Linked DNA regions of Mus musculus: region 1 is linked to region 2. A link is a contact called in public HiChIP or PLAC-seq data. All regions are on one chromosome and are shown on one strand. The core of a region is the stretch at or near the end of the contact, and the rest is flanking DNA. Distances in the headings are between cores, read along the strand shown.

Region 1 (5,053 bases), core at 255-2,754, 200 kb before region 2:
GTTGTTGTTCTTTTTTGCTGTTGTTTTTCTTTTTTGTTTGTTTGTTTGTTTGTTTTTGTTTGTTTTATTTTGTTTTCCAGACAGGGTTTCTCTAGGTAGCCTTAGCTGTCCTGGAACTCACTCTGTAGACCAGACTGGCCTCAAACTCAGAGATCCGCCTGCCTCTGTCTCCCAAGTGCTGGGATTAAAGGCGTCCACCACCATGCCCGGCGAGCTGTTGTTTTTCAAGACAGGGTTTCTCTGTGCAGTCCCAGGTGTCCTGGAACTTGCTCTGTAGACCAGGCTGACCTCAAACTCAACTGCCTCTGCTTTAAACTACCTCTTTTATCTGCTAGCCCTACCCTGGAGTACTGGTTAAAAACAGTAGTGGCCTCATGCCTCTTCAGACTCAGGAAGTTCGGAAGGGACCTTAACAAATCTGTATTTTAAAAGGCTATTTAGGAACTGGAGAGATGTTTGTCAATAAGAACTTGCTGCCCTATCATCAGAAATCAAGTTCAAATCTCAACACCGACATCCAGCAGTTCACAAATGCCTGCAACTCGAGGTTCAAAATAGCTGAGCTTCAAAAAGCAGGCATATGCTACATACATGTCAACACTACAAGTAAGTCTATAATAACAAAAATTGTATTCAAGCCAAGTGTAGTGGTGCATGCCTTTAATCTCAGCATGCTTTTAACTCCGTGAGTTCCAGGACAGCCTGATCTACATAGCGAGTTCTAAGACAACCAGGACTACCTAGAGAGATTGTCTCAAAAAACAAAATGAAACCAAAACGGCAAAACAAAATAAAATACAACAACAACAACAAAAATCAAGACAAACAGAAAAATCCACAAAGCTCTCCACAAAGCTGTCTTCGAACCATCATGCTACCTCACTAAGCTGGTAGAGCACATGACACTTCATGGGGAAATGAGCATTCTCTCCTTGATTTTTTTATTTCGTTTTTATTTTTGTTTGTTTCACTATAAACTCAGGCTGGTCTGAACTTGCTATGTAGACCAGGCTGGCCTCAAACTCACAGAGATGTCTCTGCTGCCAGAGTGATGGGATTACAGGCATGGACCAAAGCGTCTGGCTCATTCCTCGTTCTCCGTGTTAAGTCTACAAGTAGTCAAGCTCCCAGAGTTGGAATCAGGACTTCAACCTTTCACTCGCTTCCAAACCACAACCGGTGACCCTGTCGCCATCACTTTTCCTTGTTCTGATATGTCTGAAGTCCTTATCCACGCAGATTTAGCCAATCCCTTCCCACTCAGTCTACAACTGAATCCACCCGCAGCACAGAGCCAGCAGGGGTAACGGGTGGGGCTCGGGATGAAGGAGAGGAAGGAATCTGCCAGTCTCTGGGTTCCCAGTGCTGCCTTAAGAGCCACCGCCCACTCTGTGACTCGCTCAACCGGGTCCTCCCAGCAACCGGTGCCACGGAAAGGCCAGGCTGGAGTTCCGAGGGTGTGGCCAATCCATAGCCACAGCCAATCACACAGGGTCCTCTAGTGAAGCTGTTAGTTGACAACGTGAACGACCCGAAACTTCTGGGGACCCAGCCTAGAACGCGACGCTCGCACGGCGAGTCTCGAGTCGGCGCGGAGGACGGAGCGGACCCGGGAAGCGTCTAGAGGAGGCCAGGGTGAGACCGGGTCCCCAGAGGAGCCCTCGGAAAGCTCGGGAATGGAGCCGCCGCAGGTCCCGGCGGAGGCGCCCCAACCCAGGGCCTCCGAAGACAGCCCGAGGCCGGAGCGGACCGGGTGGGAGGAGCCGGACGCGCAGCCCCAGGAGCTCCCGGAGAAGTCTCCGTCTCCAGCCCTGTCCGGTTCCCCTCGCGTACCGCCGCTCAGTCTGGGCTACGGCGCCTTCCGCCGCCTGGGCTCGTGCAGCCGCGAGCTGCCGTCTCCGAGCCCCTCGTGGGCCGAGCAGCCCCGGGATGGAGAGGCGGAGCTGGAGCCCTGGACGGCGTCAGGAGAGCCCGCACCCGCGTCCTGGGCGCCCGTGGAGCTGCAGGTGGACGTGCGCGTGAAGCCCGTGGGCGCGGCTGGGGCTAGTCGCGCGCCCTCGCCTGCGCCGTCCACGCGCTTTCTCACCGTGCCAGTGCCCGAATCGCCAGCCTTCGCCCGCCGCTCCGCTCCCACGCTCCAGTGGCTGCCCCGCGCCCCGTCACCAGGCTCCACGTGGAGCCGAGGATCGCCGCTTGCCGCGAACGCCACCGAGTCTGTCAGCCCCGCTGAGGGTTGCATGGTCCCCCCGGGCTCGCCCGCCTGCCGCTGCCGCTGCCGCGAGCCCGGACTGACCAAAGAAGATGACGCGCTGCTGCAGCGCGCAGGCATAGATGGCAAGAAACTGCCGCGGGCCATCACGCTCATAGGTGAGTGCTCAAAAGTGCTCGTGCCCGGTCCCTGAACTAGACTAACCAGAAGCCAATCTGGCTGCCCCCAAATCCATCCTGCTTCTGTCTCAGAATTAATAAGAATCAACCCAGGATCCTGCCCCTAGCCCTCCTCCCGGAAACTTTCCTTCCTTCTTAGTGTGCGCAGCATCTTGGAGAAGTAGAACTCTGGGTAAGGTGAGGGGAGATGATTCAGAATCACGTGGCAGTGGTGGCCTGGGTACACTTCCAAGGGCTGGGCTCCTTTCCGCCTTCAGGAGGGTCACCCATCAGCACACACGCTGAGCTGGCCCCGCGCCAGATGGCATGTGTTTTGCTTTGCGTGTGAAGGAGAGGCAAGTCTAGCAGTGCAGAAAGCCCCTGTGTTGGTTTACTTTTTCTTACTGTGATAAAATGCTGACCAAAAACAACTTGGGGAGGAAAGGTTGTATTTGCCTTACAGGTTATAGTTTATCATCATGGGAAGCCAAAGCAGGAACCTGGAGGCGGGAACAGGGGAACAGTAGCAAAACCACGGAGGAAAGCTGTTTACTGGCTTTCTGCTCGGCTTTCTTTCTTGTACCACCCACCCCACCTGCACCCGCCCGTAGTAATTAAGAAAATGCCCTACAGATTTGCCTACAATCTGTACTTGCCAATCTGGTGGGTGCATTTTCTCAAGGGAGGTTCCGCTTTCCAGAAAATCTTAGCTTGTGCCAAGTTGACAAAACAGTAACCAGTACAGCCCCCTAAAGGTTGTTAGTTAGAGTAAGGAATTGCTCTGTTGTGGTTGGTTTACTGGGCCACCCTAGGTCGTGGGTGGCGGAGGTTCATATTAGCCTTGAGAGAACAGAGAAGCCTGAAGGGACTAGAACCTTGCCCAGTAAGCAAACTGCCCAAACGTGGGGCAGTGGAAAAGTTAAGCGGTAGGGAGCACCCAGGAGTCCTTGGGGGGGGGGGGGGGAGCTCAGAGATCACGAAAAACTTTTAGAACTCTGTGAGCAGATTTCTGCAATGTGGAATGGGTTCGCCATTGCTATTGCAAGTTTCCCACACGCTCGCTCGGTGCCTCTAGTTGATGCAAACTTGGTATCTTGCATCAGAGGTCTGACACAGGCTCCCTAGTCTAAGGAGATGCTATCAGCAGGGCAGTGCTTCTCTCACTGAGGCTCCGGGGCAATTCCCTTACTTCACCTCAGTGAGAGATCCTTCACTGTTGATCCCAAGTAGTATTAGGTGGGATCTGTCTGCTCTGGCACTTTGCCTCCCTCCTCTCAGGTAAGGACCCTCGTGATTACACTGAGACCAGGACAGCCTCGATTTCAGGGCCAGCTGAGCAGTACCCTCACCTCCATCTGAACTTTAATTCCTCTTTGACAAATGGCCCTAGTTTTGTCACTGTTCTAGGGATAATGTCATGCTCCTCTTTAGGGAGATGTTATACCAGCCTATAGCTTTTTAATCTATGTTTTATATTTTTAAATTTTTTATTTTATGTGTATGAGTGTCTGCTTGTATGTCTGTATACCACTTCCATTCCTGGAGGCCAGAAGAAGGTGTTAGATCTAGAACGGGAAGTAAAGGCAGTTAGTTGGAAGCCAGATTGTGGGTGCTGCGAACAACCAGTGCTCTTAACCACTGAGCCGTTTCTCTAGCTCCTTCATCAGATCCTTTAAAGAGTCGGATTGTTGGGTTTGTTCTAGAAATTAAGCTCCTACAGTGTTGCGGAGGAGGGCTGAGGCAAACGCCAGGCTGAGAAGAGACAGGAACACTGGCAGAGGGCAGGATCAGGAGGCAGAGCAGTGGGCAGGACCACGGGCCGGGTACAACTAAGCTAGCTGAAGGATGGAGATCTCTCCCACCATTCTGATGGGTATCTGGATGGTGGGCCATATGCCTGTCCAAAAAGGAAACCTTGTTAGAGAGATTATATATTATAATATACATATATTATAGTATATATATTATTAATATATTAATATATATTAATATATATTATATAGAGAGTTAGAGAGATAATAATAAGGTGCAAGATCCTGCTTGGATGAGGAATTCTTCCGAGTGCTTGATTATCACGAGAGATGCAGTCTAAGGCGAGACTCTGACTTGCTGGATCCCAGCTGGTAGATGTCACAGGCTGGATACTTCTCAGCCCCGTGTGACCTTGGAAGGAGCGAGCTACTATGGAGAGGGTTGGGGGTGCTGTTGCTTAGTCTAGTCCCTTGTTTCTTTGGGCAGGTACCCTGAAGGAGCTGTCTAGCTGTTAGTGAAGGTACTGAAGACCAGGAGACACATTTAAAGACAGGGTCTCATATATGCTAGCTGGTCTCCAACTCACTATATAGCTGAAGAATGACCTTGAACATCCAATTCTCTGGCCTCCACCTCCAAAGCGCTAGGATTACAGGAATGTATCACTGTACCTGGTTTGTGTGGTCCTGGAGCTTCGATGCATGCTGGGCAATTCTCTACCAATTGTTCAGGCAGCTGGCGAAGCAAGAGGGGGTCATGAAGCCGAGAAAGGGAATGGTGGACCACATGCCCTTCACAAAGAAAAGCATGGGAAGAACTGGAAAAATAAAAGGTGCCTTGGTCTGCAGGATCCTGCTTGGATAACGATCCAGTCCCACGTGGTGGATGCGTCTCCCTGGGTCTTGGCTTGGATTCACATTCTCTCACCTCCAAG
Region 2 (4,828 bases), core at 1,400-3,899:
AGGTTAAATATAAGTATGATATAGCTAAAAACAGATTAAAACACCTAGGTTAGCCTGGCAGGAGGGCGCACACCTTTGATCCCAGTGCTCAGGAGGCAGAGGGATCTGAGTTGGAGACCTGGTCTACAAAGTGAATTTTAGGAGAGCTGGTGCTACACAAATCCTGTTTCAAAACAAAACATCTGGGTTAGTGTAGGTACTTCCTATATATTTGCACAATGACAAAACACTAACTAGAATTATGTATTTTTACTTAAAAATGGCTTTTGTCTTGCTGTTTTACTATACTTTGTGTGTGTGTGTGTGTGTGTGTACAACTTGTAGAAGATGGTTCTCTCCTTCCACCATGTGGATACTAGTTATGGAACTTAGGTCTTTAGGCTTGGCAGCAAGTGCCTTTACCTGCTGAGCCATTTTGTCACCTGATTTTTTGTTTTGTTTTGGTTTGGTTTTTTTTTTTTTTTTTTGTTTTTTTGAGGCAGGTTCTCACTATGTGGCCCTGAACTCTCTCCATCCTTCCACCCCAGCCTCCAGAGTGCCGAGGTCACAGACTAGCATGCCCATCTACAAAATGTTTTGCATCTGCAACTTACACAAATTGTAAAAATTGTACACTTAATATTAGAAAAGCAAGAATTTTTTTTTTGGAAAATGTTCCAATTTAATAGACAAAAAAGAAGCATTTATATTATAAAACCAGAAAGGGTTATGAATGAATTGAGTTTACAGGACAAAGTACTAGTGGAAGTGACCAAAATGGTCTCTACCCCTAACAATTCGATTTCTCTGAAAACATTTAGTAATGATGGCCACACCATACTTGTAACTAGCCATCAAAGGATTAACTGGCGCAAAATGAACACAGACTAATGATATTATTCAATGTGAGACTTTTGACTATAGAGTAATCCACTGCAAAACAAAGATAGTTGAAAGGAAATAATGAATTCTGCAGTTCATTAGAAAGCCCAGCCTAATAAAGAGCATAGTCGCTAAACAAGAGAGCAATGTCTGTCTCCTGCCTCTGTCTCTCTCTCTCCCATCTCCCCTTCCTAAAGATCACCAGCCCACAACAATAAAAATTACAATCACCGACAAACCGCTGTCCTAATCCCATTGTTCACCGGTTCCCTCAAAAGCATACCGATGTATTTTCCTAAGTTTTTTTTTTTTTGATCCAAAGCGAATGTTTTTTTTTTTTTTTTTTTTTTCCGTCATTCTCCAGAAATCCACAACGGACAAAATGCTCCCAATTCGAACTAATGAGAGCCACTCAAATAATATGACTGGGCAGCCACCGGGTAAGACAAGAGACCTTTCCATTCAAAGACAATGTGCACAAACTCAACACACACACACACACACACACACACACACAAAGCTAACAATATTTACCAACACAAGTGCAACCACATTACGAATCCACTTTTTCATTCCTAACGTGGAATCATTAGTTTCTGAAAATGTTTAATTTCTCTTAAATCCCCTTCAATCAAGGAAAATAAACCACCCGGCCACGAGCCCATCTCAGCAGCCCTGGCGCACGGTACAGCTGGGTTGAGGAAGGATGAGGATGAGCCGAGAAGGGGTCACACAATCTCTCCGCTTCAGACCGGGGGGCGTGTCCCCCAAGGTTTTTTTTTCGCTTCCCTTCTACCGGAACGACAGATGGAAGTGCCACAAGAAGCTAGCCGCACGGCTCACAGGGCCTCGGGATTTGGTGTGGGGAACAGAAAGGAAAAGGAGGAAAAAGCTGAGGTTTCGAAAGGTGCACAGGAAAACCGGCTCGGCGCGGTGTGGTGGGGGCAGCATCGGCCACCCAGGAGGGCCGAGCCGCGCAGCTCCCGCCCCGTCTAGCTGCCCGGCCCCCGCCACCCCACCCCCGGGGCGAGCGAAGTGCAGAGCAGCCCGGGCAGGCGGCGGGTCCGGAGGCGCCCGGGCTGTGGGGCGGCCGGGAGGGAGGGACCCTCTGTACCCGTTGTTCTCCGCACAGCAGCAGCTCCGGGTAGCTGAACTCCACGCAGCTTTCGTCCGTGGGGTCCTTGAGCACCAGCTCCAGGCGAACCGTCTCCTTCGGCGGTCGCGGCGGCGGCTCCGCCCGGGAAGCCGACTCCCGCGGAGGGGGAGTCTGCAGGGGCAGCGGCGGCGGCGGCGGCTCGGGCCGCGGGGGCTCGCGCTGCAGCGCCATGGGCGGCTCGGCGCGGCTGACCTCGCGCTGGGGGAGCGGCTTGTCGCGCGCCGGGGGCTGCGCGTCAGCGCGGGGGGCCGGCTCCGCCCGGGCCGGCTCGCGGTACGGCTGCGGCTCCAGTCGGGGGGGCTCGCGCTCGGCGCCCGCGAAGTCGGCCTCGCGTCGCCTCACCGGTGACAGGCTAATGAACGCGACTCTGCGCGGCTCCGCCATCCCCACTGTTCTGGCCCTCGGCGCTCGCTCGAGCCGGCTCTCGCCTCGACGCCGCACGGCGCGCCTGCCCGCCTCTCCTTCTGCTCTCCGTCACTTTTCTTCCCTCCAGCACCCTCAGCTGTCCCCGCGGACGCCACCGTGAGTGCGGACCGGGTCCCCGTCCCCGCTACTACGTTCTGATGGGCTCCACCGCCATCGCCAGGGTCGCCGCAGCCGCCATGTTGGATCCCCCACATAAATAGAAGCAGGCCGCTGAGCGGGCGCATGCGCACACTCGAGACGCTCGCGTCCACAGTCGTGGCTGTTGCTCAGTTTTCCCCTTTTCCTCTCAACAGTCTGGAGGCCAGACAGCTCGGCGGAAGTGACGTCACAGACAGGCCTGTCTCCGTGGCAACGGGGACGCTCTCTGCTTTGCTTTCAAAGGAGGGGTTTGGGGTTCCCTGAGTGATTTCCTCCTCTCGCCCGGAAACCGAGGCACGCTCGCCGATCCCTTAGGGTGAGCGTCGCGATGTGCCTGGGACCGACACAGTCATGGCGCCGGGTCCCGCCCGACGTTGGCCTCTGGCTCTCGGCGCTGGGGAACAGGGTTGTCAGCTGAGGATTCCAGGCGGACCCAGGGCAGGGGTGAGGGGCTCGCGGCCCGGCGCCGGGCCCGCCGGTCTGTTGTCCCGTCACCTGAGGTGTCCAGGGTAGAAAGGCGAAAACTAAACTCTCCTCAGACCCCTCCCGAAAGCGCTACGCTGCCTCCCACACCGCTGCCTCCCACACCTCTTCCTAGCCGCTTTGCGCATGGCGGTGAGACGTTCAGTGACGCGCCTCAGTTGGGAAATTGAACTGGCAAAGGAACAGTTCTTGAAGACTTGAACGTCTTGGCAGCCTTTGGTGTTATTTTAGGGGACATGCTCCCGGGGGAAGAAAATTCACGGCTCATCTTTGAGTGGGAAGGAGCGTTGCTTAGGCTTCGTTGGAGCATCGTGGGAAACGAACTGGAATTCAGATTTTAACGGACGAGAATTACTAGCCCTTTTCATCTATTCAATAGAAAGGGAATTGAAAGACTCCCTTGCCGCATCCTCAAGGAAACCCAAGCTTGTTAATTGCATCAACTATATTAGATGTTGAAGAGCTGAGTCAAAGAGTCGTCACAGACGTTTTTAATATTTGCTCTTCTATTCCTTTCCAAAGGTGTACCAAATGGTGATGGAATGTTCAACCCAAAAGATTGTGCTAGCTCTAAGCCAGGTGTAGAGATGTATCCCTTTAGTGTCAGGAAGATACAGGCTGTTACATTTCAACATGGTCCACATAGACAACTGCAGGTCAGCTAACACTTCTTTTTTTTTTTTTTTTTTTTTTTTTTTGGTTTTTTGAGACAGGGTTACTCTGTGTAGCCCTGGCTGTCCTGGAACTCACTCTGTAGACCAGGCTGGCCTCTGCCTACCGAGTGCTGGGATTAAAGGCATGCGCCACCACGCCCGGCCAGCTAACACTTCTTAATGGAAGTGGGTGCACTCTGGAGCCAGGCGGATCTCTATGAGTTCAAGGCCAGCCTGGTCTATTTAGTGACTTCTAAGACAGCCAGACCTACATAGTGAGACCCTGTCTGGAAAAAAAAAAAAAAAAAAAACTGGCAGCAGCAACAAGAAAAAAAAAAGAGGAAGATGATGAATTTCTTCCTTACAATGCTGCAATATTTTCTTGACACTATATTTTACCTCCAACATTCCTTCCACTGCTCCTGGTTCTGTTTGGGTCTCCTATTTTTGGATTGAAGTGACCTTTCTGCCCACAGACTCTGTTTCTGCCATCTTAAAATGGGCAATTAAAGTTTTTGGAACACTTTCTTTTTTTCTTTTTTTTTTTTTTCTTTAGTTTTTCGAGACAGGGTTTTTCTATATAGCCCTGGCTGTCCTGGAACTCACTTTGTAGAAATCTGCCTGCCTCTGCCTCCCGAGTGCTGGGATTAAAGGCATGCGCCACCATGCCCGGCTTCTGGAACACTTTCTGATGTATCTCTATCCCATCTCCAATTGACTGAGGGCTATACCTGTGTTCAGTTTCTGCCATTTATCCCAGAAATTGCAGTCAGTCTGTCCTTGAGTCAAGCTCTTCTGTAGGTAACCTCTCATACAATTATCTAATTCTGGGTGCCTTGAAAATACTTTGAACATCAATCCACAGAGAGAAGTAGGTTCTAACCGTGGTGTAAGCTACTCAAATAAGCACCTAAGAGGCAGAGGCAGGTGGATCTCTGAAATCGAGTCCACCCTGGTCTACAGGGTGAGTTCCAGGACAGCCAGAGCAATGTAGTGAGACACTGTCTAGAACAAACCAAGAAAAAAGTAGTTTCTTTCCTGTAATCCAGTGTATACACACACACACCCATGAAATTTAATCTACCATACTAATACAATGTAGCATAGAGTG

What was found. HiChIP or PLAC-seq counts read pairs in DNA pulled down with a chosen protein or histone mark.
Region 1: a contact with region 2 is called in an H3K4me3 HiChIP or PLAC-seq map of stem cell-derived neural progenitor cells, with 58 read pairs. The contact joins the promoter of Klrg2 here to the promoter of Ubn2 in region 2. A contact is called at or near these places in 13 of 39 promoter capture datasets (the 3T3-L1 cell line, 3T3-L1-derived adipocytes, the C10 cell line and 9 more), 3 of 484 Hi-C or Micro-C datasets (embryonic stem cells and stem cell-derived neural progenitor cells), 1 of 115 datasets of contacts at active chromatin or transcription factors (stem cell-derived neural progenitor cells) and 1 of 9 other capture datasets (liver).

The regions. Positions count from the first base shown.
Region 1 is chr6:38,633,690-38,638,742 of GRCm38.p6, reverse strand. Klrg2 (killer cell lectin-like receptor subfamily G, member 2) reads left to right here and starts at 1,504. Exons shown (of 5, transcript NM_001033171.2): 1 at 1,504-2,367. The coding sequence starts at 1,677.
Region 2 is chr6:38,431,746-38,436,573 of GRCm38.p6, reverse strand. Ubn2 (ubinuclein 2) reads right to left here and starts at 2,649. Exons shown (of 17, transcript NM_177185.4): 1 at 1,976-2,649. The coding sequence starts at 2,401.